3 separate regions of the Mus musculus genome follow, and all the other regions are linked to region 3. Evidence: chromatin contacts called from public Micro-C data. All regions are on one chromosome and are shown on one strand. The core of a region is the stretch at or near the end of the contact, and the rest is flanking DNA. Distances in the headings are between cores, read along the strand shown. Region 1 holds the start of 4932441J04Rik (RIKEN cDNA 4932441J04 gene). Region 2 holds the start of Slit2 (slit guidance ligand 2). Region 3 holds the start of Msx1 (msh homeobox 1).

Region 1 (2,899 bases), core at 5-2,504, about 20 Mb before region 3:
AGCGGCAGAAGGAGACAACAGCCCAAGCACCAGCCGCGCGCCCATCCCGTGGTCCGCATCCTCAGCATCTTCTCTTGCTGCTGCTGCTACTGCTCCTTCTAACCACAACCCCCCTCGGCACCCCCCTCCTCCGGGGCTGGCCGCCTGCCCTCCCCTCGGTCCTCCTCTCCGGGAAAGGAAGAAACGAGAGGGAGGGGAGGGAGGGGGCCAGAGTAGCGCGTAGAGTCGGCCGATGGGAGGGGGGCAGCTAGAGATGCTTCTTTTTTTCTCCTCCTGCTTCTTCCGAAAGTTATTGTTTCATAATTCATGCAATGGGTGCTAATCGCCCGCTCGCCGGCCACCGTTTACTCGCAGTACTCACAGTTCACGGGACACTGCGCGCCACGGGCTCGGTGCCCCCACAAAGTCATCCCCGCAGTGGGAAGATACTGAGATCCAGTCTCCAAGCCCTGGGAAGGGGCCGGAACCGCTTCTGCAAGAGGGCGGCGGAGCCTGGTAGCGGACTAGAACAAACCTGCAGCCTTCCCCGCCTGACAGCAGCGTTAGTCCTTACTGCTACTCGAGTTAAGTCCAATTCACGTTCCAGCTACTCACTCTAGACCCAGGCTCTGTTTAGGCTCCCGAGGTCCAGACAAACCTGAACCGCTTCCTGCTTCAGGCTCTGGGGCGAGCAACAAGCCAGTCTTAACTCTGACTCCTCTTAAGCAGCCGGGAAGCCACTCAACATATCTTGAATGAAAAATTCCACGGCAGGTCGCTTCGGGCAAGGTGCAGCGAAAAGACGCCTCGCGTCACAGCTCGGTCCGCGACCGGGTGCTCCCGGCGCGCCAAAGAGCAGCCCGAGCCATCTTCAGAGACGCCCAGAGTCGGTCGCTTCTCACCCCGAAGAGCTCCGGTTTCTCTTTTTTTCTTAACAACTCTGCGCAAGGTCATTAGTCACGAAGCCGCCGCCTGAAACCGCAGCAACCATTCGCCCGCGGGGGCGAGAGCCGAACCGTGCGCACCGCGCGGTGCCCAAGTTTGGATTCTCAGCCGCAGAGTCCGTGCCTTCCCTCACCTGCATTCGGCCCGCGTGTTGGAGCAGTGGGATCTGCAGCGCTGTGCGCGATTCAGGGAGGAGATTGCAGCCTCTCTCTCTCTCCCCGCTCTCTCTCGATCCCTCCCCTCCCTCCCTCCTTCTCTTTCTCTCCTCCCTCCTCTTCTCTCTCCTCCCTCCTCTCCTTTCCCCTTTCCCCCCCTCTCTCACTCTCTCCAGCACAGTCTCTCAGCTTCTTCCAGTCTCAATGCGGGGAACTCGAGCTGAACTTGATCCCTTTGCAGTTCAAAGGTGAGCAAGCCTGGCTCCGTGCATCCGCGCGACACTGGCCCGGTGAAAGCTCACGACCGGGCACTCCTAACGGCAATTAACAAAGATGCCCAATTCTGTCCGGATTTCCAAAGAAAAGCCAAAGCCACTGGGGCGGGGGTGGAGGGGGAGGTGGAGTCAAACAGAGCTGCCAAGTAGCTTAAAAAAAAAAAATCTAGTTTGCCAAAGGGAGAAAAAGTGCCAGTCGGCTGTTGTCTCGGAAGTGCCCTGGCGCGGCGGGTGAATTCCGCAGTTGTCTCGTCCGCTTTCGCGTCTAGCAGAGTCTGGTGCGCGCGCTCCCGCCGCCTCTCTGGCTGTGGCTGTTCCGAGACACCGAATCGCTCCGGGGAAGCTCCTACTCTCGCTACCCACTAGCCGGAAACCCGCAAGTTTGCATAAACTGGTGGTTGTTGCGGAAAGCCCGCGGGCTCCGGAGTCAGACTTGACTCCGACGCTGCAGCGGCGGCGGCGGTATCCGAAACTACACAGTTGCAGAGAACCAGGGAGGAGGGCCCAGGGAAGGGAGGCGGGAGGAAGGACTAGCCAGCCGCGGCGCTCACCGAAGCCAGGCTTCGCTTCGTGGGGCCGACTGAGAACTGCCCAATCTCAGCCCCGATAAGCCAAAGTCTAGTCTCCTTAGGCAGTTTGGGTGGGGGTGGGGTGATTCTTTTTCCCCCTCTAGGGCTGGTAGACTAAACCCGGCTGCGTGGGTAAGAGCTGAAGTGAGGGTGTTAGTATACCTTCCTCCCACGTCTACCCTCAGACGATGCCCCCCTCCCGCCCCAACTCCCACCCGCAACGTGTCTTCGTTTCGCAATTTAGCATCTGGGTTAGTGAATTGCTACTGGTAGGCTGAGGTCGATGTCTGAGTTCCGAAAGCCAAGCTTGTGTTCTGCCAAACCGTGACGGGCTGCAGTAGTGAAGAGAGAGCATCAAACTCCAACGAGAGCCAGAGAGGATCCTTTTTTGGAGCCCAGACTTTGGAGGTCTGGGTTGGGGAGGGGAGAATGCCTGCCTTTGTTTAAATGCTTGGAATTCCTGTCATCCGGCTCTCACTGGGGATAGACCGTGTGTGCACGCGCCTGGGGAATAAAACACATGCTAGAAGCCTGGGTATTATTTTCTAAGCAGAGCCTGCAGCTTTTAGTAACCGGCAAAGTGTAGCGTCACCTATCTGGATATAAGGGAAATAAACTTTAATGGCAACTTTGTGTACCGAGTATGCTTAACCTCTTTTCTCTCCTTTTGACTTTGTGCCTCGTGATCCTCCCTGCCATTCCCGGGCGTGAGGCTTCCCCGGTTCTCACTCATGACCACCGCAGTCTGCCAAGTCAGATCTCAGGGCTGGTGGTGTATTTCGAACCGAAGCCCACTTCTCATGTATTTCACACTGTCAAAATAAAGACCCTCTACCGAAAGATTAAGAAAAGACGAAGGTAGTAGGTGGAGTTTGTGTCGGGTCCTTACTATCTCGGAGAATGTTGCTAGGAATTTAAGGGTTCCTTTAAAGACGAATTTGCATGCCCGATCTAATGCTCACGGAATCAATTTTAC
Region 2 (2,878 bases), core at 347-2,846, about 10 Mb before region 3:
TGTGAGGACAGTGCGCGACTTCAACTTGGCGGTAAAAGAGCTCCTACTTGCAGTGTCCGCGAAGATGCAGAGGCTGGTTGCTTGAGGACAAGGGAGGACTTCTGATCCCACGAACCCTCTAGCAAATCCGATTCCAGTGGAAAGAGTACAAGGCTGAGGAGGGAACTTAAACAGTAATGGTGGCCCTGATCAAAGTGGATTCCCCCGAAGCTAGAAGGCGCAAGGGCCTGGCAGGTCCAAAGCAGAGCCCTCGGAGAGACTGGTCATGGCGCGCGTGGGGGCGCACCGGGTATTCAGACAGCCTTGGGGGTGCCGGGCGGTGATGCGGGGCTCAGGGCTCAGCTCCCGGGGCCTCTCCACTCCTGCGGCACAGCAGCAGCCTCAACCGTCTTCTCCACTTCCCGACAGCCAAGGATGGCTTGCACACACACATGCACTTCACTGGAGGATATCTTGGCAATCCCGCCTCCCTCCCGGCGTCCTTGGCGACGCTCTGCACCAGGGCCTGCCCCTGAGGTCACACAGAGAGACAAAAGGGCAGTCGGACTGCTGCAGCCTTGCAGGAATATCCACTAGTCCTCACTCCTGCAGTGGGGAAAAATCCAGTAAGCCAAGTTGAGTAGGAAAGGTCCTCTAGCTTGGGCAAGATTTGCAGATAGGCGAGCCCAGAAGAGCAAAGCAAAGACTAGGTGTCCGCGATGCCAGTGCTGCTACTGTGCCCTGATGGATGACTACTAGGTAGAAGGCAGAAAGATGGGGATCTGCTACCCTGGCAGACCCCAGGCGACAACCGAATGGCAGTAGAGTGTGCGCGCTCTTGTCAGCCACTCTGGTCTCCGGGATACGCCGCAGCTCCGCAGCACACACCTGACGGCACAGGTAGAAGAAACAACAGCCAACAGCGACGTCCTGCTGTATGCAGCCTCTCAGCCACCCCTCGGGCAGCCCCTACAAGTGGGTCCTCAGCCTCAAAGTGCAGGAAGTTTCCCCAGGCGTTGGATCCGGTCACCCACTGTCACGGGAGGAGTCCAGCCGCAGACGTTGAGATGCCGCTTAGCCCCGGACGTTGCACCTGACTCGGCGACCACAGACTAGGCAGCGCTTGGCTTCCAGCCCCTTCCCCTCTCAGGGAGGCTTTCGGCACTCGCGGTTCCCGGGAGGAAAGTGGAGAGAGAGGGAAGGCGGAGACTGAGCAGGGACTGGCGCTCCAGAGCCCCAGGCAAGTGTCTAAACAATAGGACGGACTCCGCAGCCTAAGTCTCGCCTGGCTGCTGGAAGGTGGGTTGTTGTTGTAACTGGAGTTGTCCGCTCTGGCTGCTGGGCGCTGAGCGCAGCCAAACAAAAAGACCCCAGTCCGCGCCTCTGGAGTCGCCTGTGGGCCCCCGGGACGTCCCCTTTTTCTCCTCAGTACTCCCGCAGCCTCAGGAAAGCTCGGCAGCTCCGGCCTGCGCCCTGAAGCCTGGGCGCTCCCATCCCTCGCCGCCGCCGCCGCCTCCTTCTCCTCCTTTTTTTAAACCACCGTCTGCGGCAGCCACAGCCGCCGCCTCCTCCAGCCTCCGCCGTCCAGGCGCTCCGTAAATAAATAAGCCCAAGTCCGAAGTTAAAGCGGCCGCCGGTCTTTATATAGCAGCCGGAGCCCCCGCCCTTGGCTCCGCCCCCGCAAGCCTCGCCCCGCCCCCTGGCCGCGCGCGGAAAGCCTGCACCTCGCCCGGGAGAGGTGAGGCCCAGGCTGGCAGCTCCGGCTGCAGACAGCGGCGCGCGTTCCCGTACGCCCCTGCTCGCGCCCAGACTCCTAGGATCCAGCAAACTTGGCCACCAGAAAGAAGAGCTCGGGTCTCCTCCACACAACTCCTTGGCCTCAGAGCTGACCAGAGCCCAGAAACCGAGGTTCCCAGCGGGAGAACGAGGAGAGGGGCAGCTTTGAGGACAGCTCATAAATAAATGGAGAAGGCAGAGCCTCTGTTGTAGCTTTTTGAGTCGCGATCCTAAAGGGGACCGCTCTGGGCTTGCAACACTGAAAGAGAGAAAGAGAGAGACAGCGAGATTATGATTTTAAAATTAAAACAAAAACAAAACAAAACAAGAAAACTCTACTGAAATAGATCTGCCTCCGTGAGCGCGCATTTTATCCCCCCCCCCCCCCCCACACACACACATTTTGTTTGGGTGGCTTCAAAGTTTAGAGTTGTAGCAAGTTGGGAGTAGTGTTTTCAACCTTCTCTCTGGCCTTCCCATCCCTAAGCCACCGTCTTCGGTTAACCCTTTCTTTATAATCACTTACTTAAAAAACGCCATGGTGAGGGATTTGGTTGCGTGGGCACTATACAAACTCACACAACTCCAAGGGTTTGGATAGGTCCCTACGGTTTTACTCTCTTAGCTGGCAAAGGGAAGAGGAAGTAAATCCTAGCGATGCCCATTATACTAGAAGGCTTTCCTTAATTCAGTGCCTAACTGGACACCCCACCCCCATCCCCACCTCACCCCTACCCCCATCCCCATCCCCACCCCTGCACTGTTTTGAAAATGAATTTCCTCCTTCCTTCTTGTCTCTTCAGTGTGATGTCTGGCAGTAGTCAGCATCTCTCAGCAGACACCAACGCCGCTATAGGTTTGAAATAACAACTAAATGAGTCAGCTTCTTCCCTTGCTTTTAATTTCCTCATCTTCTTTGCCTGTAGTCACGTTCTACTTTGTGCCAGCCCCTACCATAAAGTCAGTTTTACAGTAAAGTATCATTCGTATAAAATATCTGACAAACCTTGACCGCGAAGTCGGCCCAGTTCTCTTTAGCATTTTTTGGCATTTAACAAGCTACCTGTAACTTAATAGGTTTCCTGATCAGTGTTTTATTTCATAAATATGAACCGTGAAATCC
Region 3 (2,839 bases), core at 312-2,811:
AAGAAATCCAGACATTTCACAGAAGCGAGTATTCCCGAACCCGCCCCAGGCCTTCCTATTTCTCCAGGCCCTGTGGGCAGATGTGAGGCTCCGATCTCTCTGGCGTCCGCAGCCCAACCCCTCCCTCCAGACCCCGGACGCCGTCTGGGTAATAAAGTAATTCATTTTCCTTAATCTGGTCGCCCCTAATCTACAGCTTTTTATTGCGCCCAGTTAAAAGGCCAGGGAATTCGCTATCCCTCCGTGCTCGGATAATTACCCCTAAATGGCCACGGCAGCCCCTTGTGTTTCCTGGAGATTAGAGCCCGGCAGTCATCAATGCACAGTCCCGGTGAGCCGCCAATCACCTCCTCCACCTCCCCCGGAGCCGCGAGCCTGGGCCCTGGGATAAGAGGCCATATAAAGAAAAGCCCCCCCCCCCCCAACTCCCCAACAGCCTGTTCGAACCCAGTTTACAAGGTCTTCTGTGGTCCCCACTCCAACTTTCCTTCTTTTTGTATCAGTCAAACAAAACAAAACAAAACAAAACAAAACACGTTTCCTTCGAAATCGGGCAAACAAAACTTCTTAAGCCTTGCACCAAAGATATACCTCCAGGAACTGCTTATTTTTCCTACTGGCCCATCAAATGGGCCTCCACTCTGCACCAGCAGACAGACCCACAGTTAGTGAAGTGTGATTGTTTTTGAGGATTCATTGTCTGAGGTCATGTTGAGGCCAGATTGTTGGTGGGTTCTGTTGGTCTTATTTCGGTCTTCACCCAAGGCATCCAGTGGCTTCTTTGGCTAGTAGCAGTTCTCTGGTAGAGGTGTAACTTTCTGGAGAAAAAGTACGTATAGGGAGGGGGTACGTGTTTGCATGAGAACCAAACTCATTTCCCAGATCATGTTACTTGTTCCCGTACCCACAGAACCAACAGGACCTGTACTTTCTTTGATTAACTTTGTCCAGCCCTGGAGACAAAGGCCCATTTTTACTCCGAGGTAAATTTTTGAAGATTGGAAGACATAAGACACTTAGGGCGGCTTTTTTAAAAAAAGAAATTAGTATTATCCCTTGCTACTCTGACAAATAACTATGAACATTCAAAGCAAACACCAAAAGAAAAAAAAAATTGTAAGTGAATTGTGGTCGAGAAAGGGGGCCAGAAGAGGGAAAGGGGACAGAAAGAAATAGCACAGACCATAAGAGAAACTGTGGAAAGAAAGTAGTCTATGGAGAGGAACAGAAGAAGTGGGTAAAGGATGGTGGAGGACGACTGGCAGAAGAGAAGGACTAGTAAAGAAAAGTCCCTCTGGAACTTGGTAGAATCCACATCCAGGAGTGTGGGGGTCCAGCCGGACCGATGCCCACCTGACTTAGCTAGGCGGAAAAGCTCCCCAGGTACCTCCGGCTCTGTCCCGCCTGTGCGGGTCAGGCCCTTCCCCGAGCGCCCCCAGGCCGAGCGCGCCTCGGGGCACGAGCACAGCCCAATGGTTCTCTCCGGACCCGCCCCCTCGCGCTCTGATTGGCCGCTGCCACGCTGGCCTTGCCTTATTAACAAGTTCTCAGGGGAGCGGCGGCGGACCCGGAGCCGGCGAGTGCGCCTGGGAACTCGGCCTGAGCGGCGCAGGGATCCAGGCCCCGCTCGCTCGAGTTGGCCTTCTGGGGAAGCCGCAGGAGGCTCGCGCGCGAGAGCCGGCCGGGCCAGGAACCCAGGAGCTCGCAGAAGCCGGTCAGGAGCTCGCAGAAGCCGGTCGCGCTCCCAGCCTGCCCGAAACCCATGATCCAGGGCTGTCTCGAGCTGCGGCTGGAGGGGGGGTCCGGCTCTGCATGGCCCCGGCTGCTGCTATGACTTCTTTGCCACTCGGTGTCAAAGTGGAGGACTCCGCCTTCGCCAAGCCTGCTGGGGGAGGCGTTGGCCAAGCCCCCGGGGCTGCTGCGGCCACCGCAACCGCCATGGGCACAGATGAGGAGGGGGCCAAGCCCAAAGTGCCCGCTTCACTCCTGCCCTTCAGCGTGGAGGCCCTCATGGCCGATCACAGGAAGCCCGGGGCCAAGGAGAGCGTCCTGGTGGCCTCCGAAGGGGCTCAGGCAGCGGGTGGCTCGGTGCAGCACTTGGGCACCCGGCCCGGGTCTCTGGGCGCCCCGGATGCGCCCTCCTCGCCGCGGCCTCTCGGCCATTTCTCAGTCGGAGGACTCCTCAAGCTGCCAGAAGATGCTCTGGTGAAGGCCGAAAGCCCCGAGAAACTAGATCGGACCCCGTGGATGCAGAGTCCCCGCTTCTCCCCGCCCCCAGCCAGTAAGTAGCCAGCCCTGGATGGAGAGCGAAGGGGCCAAGAGGGGGTGTGGGGCCCGAGGGCGCCAGGCCGCGCGCCGGCGCCGGCTTGTCTCGGGCGTCGGCGTACCTGCAACTGGGTACCTGGAGGCCGTGCAGAGGTTGCGTTGGCGGGAAGACCGCCTTTGAGCCTCTTCCCACTCCCACCCAGGAAGAGAGTTAGAGGCCTAAAGCAGGCAAAGCTTAGTCCGCGCTCCTTGCCTTGGCTCAGTGCCTCCGAGCCTGTCACTTCACTTGTAGCGCGCGGGTGTCTGTGGACCTTCTTATTCTTCCGGTAGTCAGGACACCAGGGGTGCCCTGCTTCTCCACCTGACCCTAAACTCAGTTATTTTGCACCTCAACTTGGATGGGCGCAGCGGCCAGTACATCCTAGCTCTGCGGAGTTTCACTTTCTACTGGTAGACAGCCGTAACCTCGCGCTCCCCATTTAAAGAACCTCTCAAAGGGTTCCGGAGTTCTGCAAAACTCCTGCCCCACCGCGCATCTAATTTTAAGCAGAAACTTGGTGTTTTGGGCGGGTGG

What was found. A called contact is a pair of places that touch in the nucleus more often than the background predicts.
Region 1: a contact with region 3 is called in a Micro-C map of embryonic stem cells, with 30 times the contacts expected there. The contact joins the promoter of 4932441J04Rik here to the promoter of Msx1 in region 3. A contact is called at or near these places in 3 of 484 Hi-C or Micro-C datasets (all in embryonic stem cells) and 1 of 115 datasets of contacts at active chromatin or transcription factors (embryonic stem cells).
Region 2: a contact with region 3 is called in a Micro-C map of embryonic stem cells, with 13 times the contacts expected there. The contact joins the promoter of Slit2 here to the promoter of Msx1 in region 3. A contact is called at or near these places in 1 of 39 promoter capture datasets (embryonic stem cells) and 1 of 484 Hi-C or Micro-C datasets (embryonic stem cells).

The regions. Positions count from the first base shown.
Region 1 is chr5:57,716,274-57,719,172 of GRCm38.p6, reverse strand. It overlaps 4932441J04Rik (RIKEN cDNA 4932441J04 gene), which reads left to right and starts at 1,254. Exons shown (of 5, transcript NR_015588.2): 1 at 1,254-1,327. It overlaps Pcdh7 (protocadherin 7), which reads right to left and starts at 1,092. Exons shown (of 3, transcript NM_001122758.2): 1 at 1-1,092. The coding sequence starts at 68.
Region 2 is chr5:47,981,873-47,984,750 of GRCm38.p6, reverse strand. It overlaps Slit2 (slit guidance ligand 2), which reads right to left and starts at 1,596. Exons shown (of 36, transcript NM_178804.5): 1 at 1-1,596.
Region 3 is chr5:37,823,307-37,826,145 of GRCm38.p6, reverse strand. Msx1 (msh homeobox 1) reads left to right here and starts at 1,561. Exons shown (of 2, transcript NM_010835.2): 1 at 1,561-2,281. The coding sequence starts at 1,813. Gm33993 (a long non-coding RNA gene) reads right to left here and starts at 391. Exons shown (of 6, transcript XR_868362.1): 1 at 260-391. RefSeq lists an enhancer at 1-477.